Regions from separate parts of the Drosophila melanogaster genome. Here region 1 is linked to region 2. A link is a contact called in public Hi-C data. All regions are on one chromosome and are shown on one strand. Each heading gives the region's core, a stretch centred on a gene start, on an enhancer-like site or on the middle of the called end of the contact. The rest is flanking DNA. Distances are from core to core; before and after follow the strand shown.

Region 1 (5,904 bases), core at 2,313-4,812, 300 kb after region 2:
TCTTCCCCTTTACAGTGAAAACACAATAAGTGAGCTCACAAATTGTTGCACACACTGGCTGGCATGACACTTATTTGGGTTGACTACCTCGGTTAACTCGTTAAAATTGCTCAGAAGCTAAAACTCTCCAGGAAAATGCACTAGAAAATGTCTTAGCGAGAAGTCGGTCATCGGGAAAATGGTTCATTGCCGGCCAAATATAGACAAATCGGTGGAAAAATTTCAGAATTGGGAAGAAACTTTGCTCTTATAGATTAAGCGGGTCATTAAATCTTATAGTTTATAGTTCGTCGGTTGTTGCCAATTTGAATTCAAACAACGAAATTGGCAGCGAAACGCCCTGGCCACAACAACATAAATAACAATAGGGATGCTAAAAAAAAATGTTGTTATATCTACAGCAAGTCAGTTTGCAACCTGGTATTGATTTATAGGGTTTTCCCCTCTCAACTTTTAATTACTTTTGCGCACTGTTATTTGAAGAGGAGTTGCTTCTAGACTGCATCCTGCAAGCGCTAGAAATCCGTGACGTCAAAGCCAAGTTAACGGGCAAATAGACAGTGGGCCAGTTGACACAAACCCGCTTGGATGAACAATAAAAAGCGATTGTCAGCTAGAAACTGGAAATCAAATCGCTGAAAATTTAAGTGATCTTTTTTTCATCGCCACTTAATTGCACCCTAGTCACGTTCGGTTTGGGAACTTTACGCTGGGCGTGCTTGGGTTGCCTTGTGGATTACATGGATTATGGATTATAATTAAAGTGATCAGTGCGGCGATATATAATGGCTTAATTTCAGGGCAAATCGAGGGCCTTGTCACCGCGATGACAGCTACAGCTACATATATCTATATAGAGCTAAAGTTGTTCTGCCCCTTCGAATTGATTTACCATTTTGACACATTTATGATAATTTCGAGTAGGCTCGACGAATTTCGTGTGTCCCCACACGTATATATCAATTGGAACTTGTTAATTTGCCGAGCAGGTTCTGCCCCCCCCCCCCCCACTGACCCACCCCCTCAAGCAATCACTCAATCAATTAGAACCAGTTATTTGCCTGACTTTCAATCGGTGGTTATGGCTTAACCCCTTGGCCACATTTATTTAATTCGTTAAGACATTTCATATTGAGGTGACGTTGGCAATTGGCATTATGTTTGATTTAACACATTTAACAATTTGATGTGCTATAGTATATATAAATTGATATTTAAGTTTACGTGTTTCGTGGATAATAATAACTATTAATTAAATAAGAAAGGGGTAATGATATTCTATTGTATTGATGGACTTCCTTCCTTCAAACCCCTGTTTTTCTGAGCATTTTGAATTTGAATTTCTAGTAGTTTCATTTATGGCACATTAGTTATCCAAGGGTTAGGCATGGAACGGAAATGGAGCGAGCTTTTAGCCCAAAATGGCATCGATTTGAATCAAATTCGCTGTGGGCCAACTTCCGTTGGTCTTGGCATACCTTTCTCGATTTCAGAGTTTGTAATTCTCGTCTGCTCGATATCTCAGTTTTTTCAGTTTCAGTTTTGGTTTTCGGTTTCGGCTCTCGCGTTTGCCTACGTCACGGAGATGCTTTTTCTCGTTTTATCTTTGCTTTTGGCTGGCGGTTTAGCGCTGCTTGCTGGTTTTCACTGTGGATGTGTGTATAGCAGTTGGCATAATTGAATTAGAACTGTAGTTCACGAGAGAATTTTGCACAACGCATCGCGCGGGTGGAGGGGGTTGTTCGAATGGGAGGGGGGGGGGGGGCTGTGTTGTCCAAGTGGGGTCAACACATGTAAATGCGGTGTCAAAGCAAAATACACAAAGATCTTTAATGGCGAACGTGTGTGAGTGAGTGGGGCGCACTTTGGGGAATGGGAGAAGCGTAAGAATGTGAATGGGTAGAGAGAGAGGATGGGAAGATGAGTAAAAGGTGAGAGAGCGCAGCTGTTTTGATGGGGCTCTTTTCGCTGTTGCCTTTGCTCTATCTTTTGCTTCACTTCGGTTTGTTGATTCCTTTCATCTATTTTGCCTTTTTCCTCATTTAGGTAAGAGGAGTAAGATTAGGTAACTTGTGTCTATATGAACATAATTCTTAACACATTTTACTGCTTGACACACACACTTATCATAAATATGTATGTTTCAAACACACACACAGGCACACACACTCGGTGCGAGAGAGACACACACACGCACGCGGCACAAAATCGATATTCTAAAAATAATATAAGTAAAAAATATATATGCTCATACGAATTCTAACCGATTGCGTGCGTGTATTTGTGTGTGCGTGTGTGTGTGCGGGCTGGCTGGATTGCGAGCGTAATTACATATTTATTTATTTATTAAAACTTTTGAAACACCGAATTGCGTCTGGGGATTTAGCCGCTTACTGCGCACTTGAAAAATTTGCATTCGCCTTGGAAATTTGGCTTTAATTTTGCACTCGGCTTTGTTTAGTTGCCTTTTATTTCTCCTTCTTTATTCGGGCTTGGAATTTTCGCTGCAGAATTTATTAAAAACCGACTGCGTATGTGTGTATATAAAAGATTTCTATATCTTTTGCAACCGACGACGAAGGCGGCATACGGCAACTGTGGCGATATTTTTTTCCTTCGTCCGACTCTCGCGCTCTCTTTTCGTTTTCGGCTTGCTCTCTCTGGCACATGGGTATATACTATACGCGAGAGGGAGCAGGCACACACAAACGAAAAGCCTGCCTCCAATTGATTAGTATTAGTACTTCGAATAGTATTACTATTGTTATTGTTTTCATCTAGCTGACTTTCAATTGTTTGGTGCTGATATTTAGCTAGATTCCCCAGGTGCGATTACTCATTTGGCTTTTGTTTCGAGACCACTGTGCCAGATTTCTGGGTGAGAGCGTGGTGAGTTTCGTTTCAACTCACCACAGAAACTGTTGTTGCGCGTCGCGCTCTCTATTTAGGCGGCTCTCTCCCACACACGGTCACACTACAGTCCCAAAAATGAATGAAAATACCACAAAATACCATCCAACGCACGGGCACACCGGCGAACTGAAAGACGCCGCTGCTTTCAAGTTTTTCTCCCGTTTTTATTTCCTATCGAGGGCGATAACCAAACAAGGCTATCGTTATCGACCTCTCGCTCGCTCTGTATCCCTCCTTCCCTGTCGCACTCGCTCTCCTTTTGTGTGGCTAATTTTTTCCTTTTAGTCCTTTTTTCGGTTGCCTTCGTGCAGAAATTCCCTGCTTTATGTAATTTAGAACACAATGTTTGCGTTGCACTGTTGGCCGACTGCAGCTGAAAACCGCACAAAAAAAGCGACGCACACACACACCTTCGAGCATCCGGACTTCCAATTTGCACTGCTTTTCTAACAGTCTATCGCGCACGCACTGCCACAATTTCACCCGCTTATCGCGCCGCAATATGGGACGTTCGCTTTTCAATCGATTTTGGTAACCGGCAGGTGCGCTTTATGCGAGAATTACGAATTTTCTCCAGCGGCAACTAGAATCGTTCACACAGACACCGTAGAAGTGACGCCATCTTTGAAGCGATTAGTGTTGCAAAGCGCGTCTGCAAAAGTGCTGGCTACCAACTACGGTTGATAGGGATGAGGGCTATGGCTTGTTGACCGAAAATGATAAATGTTAACTATGCCAATATATTTTAGATTTTACTAATACGTTACAAAAATAAGAAAAGACTATGATAAAATTGTGTTTTAGCTTGGCTCATAAGTATTGATCCTTTATAAGCTATGGTCTTGCAGTGGCTAACATTTCTCAAATTAGGGCAACCATCTGATAAGATTTCTAATTCGAATTCTAATAAATGAATTTAAACTGCTTTTTCTTAAAGTTAAAAAAAAATTAGTTTTAAATCAAACGGCATGCATACATTAACCATCAAACAATGTAATTATATATATAATATTACCAATTGGGCTACTAAATATTGCTGATATGTAAGCTATGGTCATGAGGTAAAGGCATATTATTTATATAATTTTCATAGTATCTTTGTTGTAGGGGAAAAATAACAAGTAATTTAAAATTGTTCAATTGACTTAAAACAAAATATAACAGATATTATTTTTAAATCCAACGACATACCATATAAAGTTGGTATTTCTTTCTAATCTGCTTGGTATTCTCATCGACCCCAATCGGTCACACTGGTCGTGAATCAGAAACGCACTAATTAGTCAAAAAAACGGTACAAAAGATCGCTTAATTGCTGAAATTTCACCTGTCGCAGTTAAGTTTACCCACCAGCAGTTCAAAACCAGCCAGAGGCTAGCTAAAAACCCCAAAGATCGACCCCAAAACATCGCCGCAAAGTGGACAACTCCCAGTTTTCAGAGCACCTGCCCCTCAAAAAGGAGCATCGCGACAAAAAGGCGAGACTTCGCAGCAGAATGTCCTCGCTCTCTGCGTCCGCGGAGAATGTGTCCAGTTTGGGACTGGGATCGGGCGGAGGAGGAACTACTTCCCACGACGGCAACTCCCAGCAGGGTTCCGGATCCGACGGAGGATCCAGTATGTGCCTGGAACTGGCCCTCGAGGGTGAACGCCTCTGCAAGGCGGGTGACTGCCGGGCGGGCGTGGCCTTCTTCCAGGCGGCCATTCAGGCCGGAACCGAGGATCTTCGCACTCTGTCCGCCATCTACTCCCAGCTGGGCAACGCCTACTTCTACCTAGGCGACTACAACAAGGCGATGCAGTACCACAAACACGATCTTACGCTGGCCAAGAGCATGAACGACCGACTGGGCGAGGCCAAGTCCTCTGGCAATCTGGGCAACACCCTCAAGGTAATGGGTCGCTTCGACGAGGCGGCCATCTGTTGCGAGAGGCACCTAACGCTGGCCAGGCAGCTGGGAGATCGTCTGTCCGAGGGACGCGCTCTTTACAACCTAGGAAATGTCTACCACGCCAAGGGCAAGCACTTGGGTCAGAGAAACCCTGGAAAGTTCGGCGACGATGTCAAGGAGGCGCTCACCCGTGCCGTGGAGTTTTACCAGGAGAATCTGAAGCTCATGCGGGATCTGGGTGATCGTGGTGCTCAAGGTCGAGCTTGTGGTAATCTGGGAAATACCTACTACCTACTAGGCGATTTCCAAGCGGCCATTGAGCATCATCAGGAGCGACTGCGCATTGCCAGAGAGTTTGGTGATCGCGCGGCTGAGCGAAGGGCCAACAGTAATCTTGGCAACTCGCACATATTCCTGGGACAATTCGAGGACGCCGCCGAACACTACAAACGCACCTTGGCTTTGGCCGTTGAGTTGGGTGAACGCGAAGTGGAGGCCCAGAGTTGCTACAGCTTGGGCAACACCTACACGTTGCTGCACGAGTTCAACACTGCCATCGAGTATCACAATCGACACTTGGCCATTGCCCAGGAGTTGGGCGATCGAATTGGTGAGGCCAGGGCCTGCTGGTCACTGGGCAATGCCCACTCTGCCATCGGTGGTCATGAGCGGGCCCTAAAGTATGCGGAACAGCATCTTCAACTGGCCAAGGAGCTGCACGACCCGGTGGGTGAAAGCACAGCCAGGGTGAACATCTCCGATCTACGAAAGCTACTCGGAATGCCCGACTCCGAGCCTTCACCCACCGAGGAGGAGGCTCGATCCACCGCCTCCGATCACTCGGCCAGCGGAAATCAGTCGGATGGATCGGAGAACTCGCAAGGAAGAATGGTAAGAGAAACGAGCTGCAACAACATAAAGCAATATGAATGATTCCTGAGATATTTTTAAACAATACTGGCAGTCCGTTTGTTCTATTTTTCGAAGTGGACACCTGCTGCTTGCAGTGTTTGCCCCTTTATGTTAGCGTAAATATTTATACTTTGTACCAAAACACATCGTTAAACTTTCGATTCGAGCACATGCTGAGAAATTGAAA
Region 2 (5,644 bases), core at 61-2,560:
CGGCTTAACGGATTTAACTATAGCATTTCAAAGTTCTTGTGGGAGATTACTTTTGGTGCGCACTGTAGTCAGAGCAAAGTGAACGCAGATAATCGCACTCGACTGTAATAACTTGCTTTTTGTGTAATAGCAAAGATATCGAATTACCTTAGGCCTTTGGGTATTCGATTTCAGGTTCTTGTCGACGGGAGACTACTGTAAATTGGATTCTCAGTAGGAAATCGAGCTTCTGCCAAGCTGTGTGGTAAACAAGGTTTTCGTGAATCCTCTTACAGGTGAGAAACTACCCCTTTGCGGCATAAGAACTCCATGTACACCGAGTACATAGGCGACCTGCTGAATACTGGTTCAAAAAATTCGCATTCAGCCGAGCTTCCTTGAAATTTTCGGGGTGGCAGATGCCGAGAATGCGAATAGGTTGTATCTCGTATCGCATCTGAAAGCCATGTGCTGAAGTCAGTCGAAACTAGATTTACAAGTATTGGGCGGACCGAAAAGATGGGTTGCGGGGAAGCTGGAGTTTTCGAACTGGGAGCGATGCCAGAACAGGAAACTTGAAATCGGCTGCAGCTATTCTCTGTGGATGAGCAGCACGACGCTGGGAAATGCGGAAAGCATTTGCATTAATTACGCATGGCACCAGTTCTAGGAAAATCCACACGTTTATCTGAATTTCATGTATGCAAATAAATAAACAAAACGCGAGGCAAACCTTGCAAGCATTGAATCCAAGAGCACAAACACATGCATTTTCTTATCATAACGAACTTTGTAGGGAGCACTCACTTGAAAAAACAAAGAGCCAATTTGGTCTTCGGTTTGTTATATCGATTGCATGAAATACCTTTAAAATATTATATTTTTCTCGTTTCCTGTACGCGCTGTGGTTGTCAAGAAAACTTTTGAACTTACGGATCTGCAATTTCTGCTATCGAATTAATTTTATCGGTTGTATCAAACAGCTGCTTTGTGAAAGCTTTATATTCAAAGATTGTTGTTAATAAAGTTTATTAAAAAAAAAAAAAATTTATCATCTTTTTAATATTTAAAAACGCTGTAAAAGAAAACAGAATACAGTACCCTGTACCTAGTTAACATTACCAGACAGCCATCCCTCACAAAATATAACGAAAATTTTAAACACTGAGTCTCTAAACGAAGTACTTGGTACCGCTATAAATGATAAATATAAAAATTATATGTCACATTAATTGGAAACATAATTTTTAATCAACAACGGTTGGGCGTTTCAAGTTTTTAGATAACGAAAAGCCATCGATTATCGATTACCGCGCAATTATCGTAGCGCAGTGGCCGGTTTTGTGGAGCCCTGGTTGTGGTAAGACGAAAGTTGTGAGAATTGAGATTGGGCATGTCGGAATCTCCGGGAAAACGGCCAAAAATCGGACCCAGCGATTGCCTCTGCTACCTGCAGGTGAATTGAGTACGGCACGGGGACTGAGGTGTAACATATTGTGTTCTTTCTAGGGCCTGGGAGATGTCCGCCCGGAGGATGCCGCACTGCAGCTGGCCCAACGAATACAGACGGAGGAGGATGAGGCGGCGCAGGCGGACACGTGCAGTGGTGCCAATCAAGCCGCCCTGAACATTAGCTTCCGTGTGTACTACCACATAGTGCACAAGTACGAACTACAAGACTCGCACTTCGCGGATCTTTTCCAGCGTTTGACCAGCGAGCAACCCACTGCCTTCCTGATGCTCCAATCCATTCTGCTCACCGACCATTGGAAGCGTCTCGATGCTGCGCTGCTGGAGGAAAAATGCACCACTGCCATAATTGAGGCTCTGCAGCGCAACAATCCCAGCCTGATGGCCGTGCTGAAGGCCACAAACTTGCTGGTAAAGAAGTTCCCCAAGCTGCAACTCCTTCCGCTGAAGTTGGAGCACTTCTATCACTGCCTGCAACGCCAGACGCAAACGGGATCCCGTGAGGAAACGCTCACGCTGTACAACCACTGCTGCAAACAGCCGGAAAGAGCATTCTCCTACTTTCGCTTGATTGTGGAGTTCTGGCCATGGACGAATCGCAACAAGTACTATCTGCTGAGCGGCGCTCTCAACTCTCATTCCCTGCCTGATCTCTTGGCGGCAACGAATCAAAGCGAAGAGGAGTTCTTCAATGGCCTAAGGCTCAGCCTGAGCTATAAGGGACTTCGGGCCGCCAGTCAATATCCCGTGAAAAGCTTGAGCAACCAGCGCTCTCCGGCACTACTTGCAGCCAGTGTGGAGCTGTTGCTTAACGGCAGTGTGGCCGAGATTCAGAACTTTCATTCGCAGTGGTTCCTGCGCATCCAACAGCGGGAAGAGTTGTTTGAGCTGCTGCAAGCAAATCCTCAGATTGTGGAGTTCCTGGCCACCGAGGAGGAAAGGTCGCCGAGCGATCAATTACGTCTGATTCTGATCTTCAGCATGTTCGCCAGGGAGATATATGCTACCTCCAAGCTGCACTTCTTTAAGATCAGCACCGAGCTGTTGACCAACTGCAGCCAGATGGAGACGGAGGCGCAGCTGTTGATCTTTCGCTTTCTGGTTGACAATCTGGGAAACTTTGCCGTCGAAGACTGTCTGGATTTCTTTCACAGCTTTGTAGAGCGACATCGCTGTCTGGAAAGCTCAGAGTTCCGGAACACGATGCTGGGCAAGATGCCAACGATTATCAATCACACGGCCAAGCACTTTCAAAAGGTTCTAAAGGCGGACATCGGAGTGGGTGGCCATGCATTGGCTCAGAATATCAAGCGATTCTTTTCACATCTTCAGCATCTGATTGAGCGGGACATCCACAGCGAGGTTTATCAACCCAAGATCTTTGCCCTGAAGTTGCTGGAAATCCTAAATAGGTCGCTATATGCAGAAGAAGTCGCAAAAAATGCAAAAATGTGCAGTCCTCAGCAGAATCAGCGCATGGGCATATTTCTCCTGGAGCACGGAGTCTTTCGTCCAAAGGAAATGGCGCAACAGCTCTTCGAAACCCTCAACAATCCACAAGGTTTCGATGATGCTTTGGACCTAACGGTCTCCCTGTTGATTCAGATGGGCCATGTGGACAGTGAAAAGTGCGTGGAGCGGTGCTTCGAACTGTGCCACACGTCTGATATGGACCAATGCTCCTTGGTTTCCCTCTACGCACAGTTGGCGGTTACAAAAGAGCAAGCTGGATCAAAGATATTTGATGAGTGCCTGAAAAGGCTTACCGGTAAATTAGATCCCTTCTTCGAAGATCCTTTGCAGACCGCCAAGAGCGGAGGACATCTCTTTGGCTATCTTTGCGCCTTGGACGAGGTGGTCAAGGCTGGCTTGGCAGTGGAGACGCCTCTGGAGGATTTGTTGCCATTGCTAGAGAGAATTCTCAGCGGCATTCTCAAGTTCCTCAATGTGGCCAACGCCCGGCGACAGGAAGAGGCAGCCACAGCAGCCAGTTTCCAGGACATGGACGAGAGTCTCCAGCTGCTGGTCAGCGAAAGCTCCTTCAAGTGTGATGGGGAGGAAGAGGCTTGTCGAAAGTACTTACTGATGAGCTTCTGGTTAACGTTGAAGGTGCGTAGATATATTTCTTAACTCTTGATAAACTTATCATTTGTTTATCCTTCTGCAGGGCTGTTGCGATCTGGCCACCAGCATTGGGTGTTACCAATTGCAAACGTCTGCCAAAACAGTTAACACCGAGACTCTGCGTCGTTGCCTCAATATTAATGTTTCCGTTTTGACGCTTTGCCGGCACAAAGGAGCCATAGAGGCGGCCGGCTTGAGCATTGGCAGACTTACCCGTGCCATCACCAGTAGCTTAGACAGCTGCGATTCGGGATTCCAAATGCTTCACGACTGCCTAGAGCGAGAGCTGCTGACTGAAAGCCGTCAAGTGAGCACCACACGACGTGGTGCCGGCTTCGCCATAATGTTCCTTCACGTGCTGAAGAACGATAATCCACGACAGCGGCTGCTGCTCCATCGCGCTGTGCAGCAGATTCTTAAGAGGCTAAATGAAAACCAAACCGCGGAGACTGTTTGTCTCGATAGCAATCACGATCGCTGGGAGGCATTGGTACTGCATTACCTTTGCGTTCTTGTGCGCGACACAGAACTGAGGCCAGCTATGAGCAAGTACTACAATGAGATTCTGCTGGTGGCCATGGAGCACATCACCAACCCCGAATGGACCATTTCGAATGCGGCACTTCAACTCTTTGGCGCCAATCTGGGCAAGCTGGTCGGCCAGCGCCAAGCTACAGAGTTTGACACACGACCCGCCTGGGAACCCAGTGAGCTGGACTACGACGAATTGGGCTGCTTGCTGCCCAAGGCTTGCGAGCACATGCTGAGGTGCTGTGATCGCCAGGAGGTCACGTCATCCATCATACTCTTTCTGGCCTTCTTGTCCAAGGTCGAGCACTTGCGTACGTCGGGCGGGAAAGAGCCAAATCCCCTGCTCATTCGCTTCCGCCGACTCAGTTGGCATTTGTTGCGGCACAAATGTGATCAGGTCCGCCAACTGGCGGCCACCTGCTTTGTGCGGTCGCACGAATTCCGCTGCGATCTGCCGGCGGCGCTGCTGGCCAGCGCCAAGTTGGCCGCGAATCTGGAGGAGGAGAACTTCTACGAGGGACTGATTTACACGCTGACATCGGGCGTGCTGAAACTAAAGCACGAAGCACGTCATGTGTGGAGCGCGGGACGTCTGGAGGGATTCCTTGAAGCGCTGCTCACCGCGCTGGATGTCACTGAGCGAGTTCGTCGCTTCAAGCCGTACACACGGAATGTGCTGCTGGAACTGCTAGGCCAGCTGGGTAGTGCGGATAAAGCGGCTCTCGTCGAGTCTCTCGGCTAGCATTAGCAAATCTAGTTTTATCTAATCTTTAATCATTAAGCCAAAAAGTTATCTTTCCTTGTCAACGCTTTTACAACTATTCAAATGACGCATTTAATGTTTGTACGCAGTAAACGTAACGAAAGTATCTACCAAACAGGGATTTCTAAAATAACCAATGAGAATATGAACTAACCGCGCGATCAGCTGAAACCCTCGCTCGACTCCTGCTCCATGGCCTGAAGTTCCTGTTTTTCCATAGCCTCCTGCGCCATTTGCTGCAAGGTACGACTGAGTATGTTGCGCAGGATGTGCGGCTTGCAGTGCTCCTCCAGCCAGGGGATAATGCCGGTGGTCAGCTGCTTAAAGTTCTCCATGGGTATGTGTTGAAATGTCTCGAACATTTCCTCCATAATGGCCTGGAACTACGGAGGAGGGTGGTGGGTGGCGATTCTAGAGGTTATAATAGAGGTAAGCGCTCCATACTTACCACTTGAAACTTGGCCTCATCGGTGAGTCGTGCCTCCTCCGGCCCTGGATTCGCCTGCTGATGCTGTAGCATGTTCTCATAGCCGTTCTTAATGATCCGTAACGCTGTTACCTCCTTTTGTAGCGCCGATCCCTCGTCCTCCTGCTTGAGTTTCTGCTGGTTAAGGTAGCCAATGTATTCGATGGACTTCTGCAGGATCAGAGCCTTGCTGAGCTTGTAGCCGGAGGAGTCGTTGGGCTGGCAGCGCGGCACCAGCTCCTGCAGACTGTCGTAGCCCTTCTTAATGGCATCGCGCCGCTTCTGCTCCGCCTGGGTGTGCGCCTCCCTTC

The links. A called contact is a pair of places that touch in the nucleus more often than the background predicts.
Region 1: a Hi-C map of the Kc167 cell line shows a contact between it and region 2, with 2.6 times the contacts expected there. The contact joins the promoter of wdb here to the promoter of CG3368 in region 2. A contact is called at or near these places in 6 of 107 Hi-C or Micro-C datasets (the Clone 8 cell line, the D17-c3 cell line, the Kc167 cell line and 3 more).

Annotation. Positions count from the first base shown.
Region 1 is chr3R:27,578,679-27,584,582 of dm6, forward strand. wdb (widerborst) reads right to left here and starts at 3,563. Exons shown (of 9, transcript NM_170340.2): 1 at 2,911-3,563. It overlaps pins (partner of inscuteable), which reads left to right and starts at 4,162. Exons shown (of 2, transcript NM_080260.4): 1 at 4,162-5,696. The coding sequence starts at 4,410.
Region 2 is chr3R:27,282,470-27,288,113 of dm6, forward strand. CG3368 reads left to right here and starts at 1,311. Exons shown (of 3, transcript NM_143298.2): 1 at 1,311-1,435; 2 at 1,489-3,558; 3 at 3,617-4,979. The coding sequence starts at 1,373. The coding sequence ends at 4,846. mrt (martik) reads right to left here and starts at 192. Exons shown (of 3, transcript NM_001260398.1): 1 at 148-192. bigmax reads right to left here. Exons shown (of 3, transcript NM_143299.3): 2 at 5,316-5,644; 3 at 4,897-5,250. The coding sequence ends at 5,029.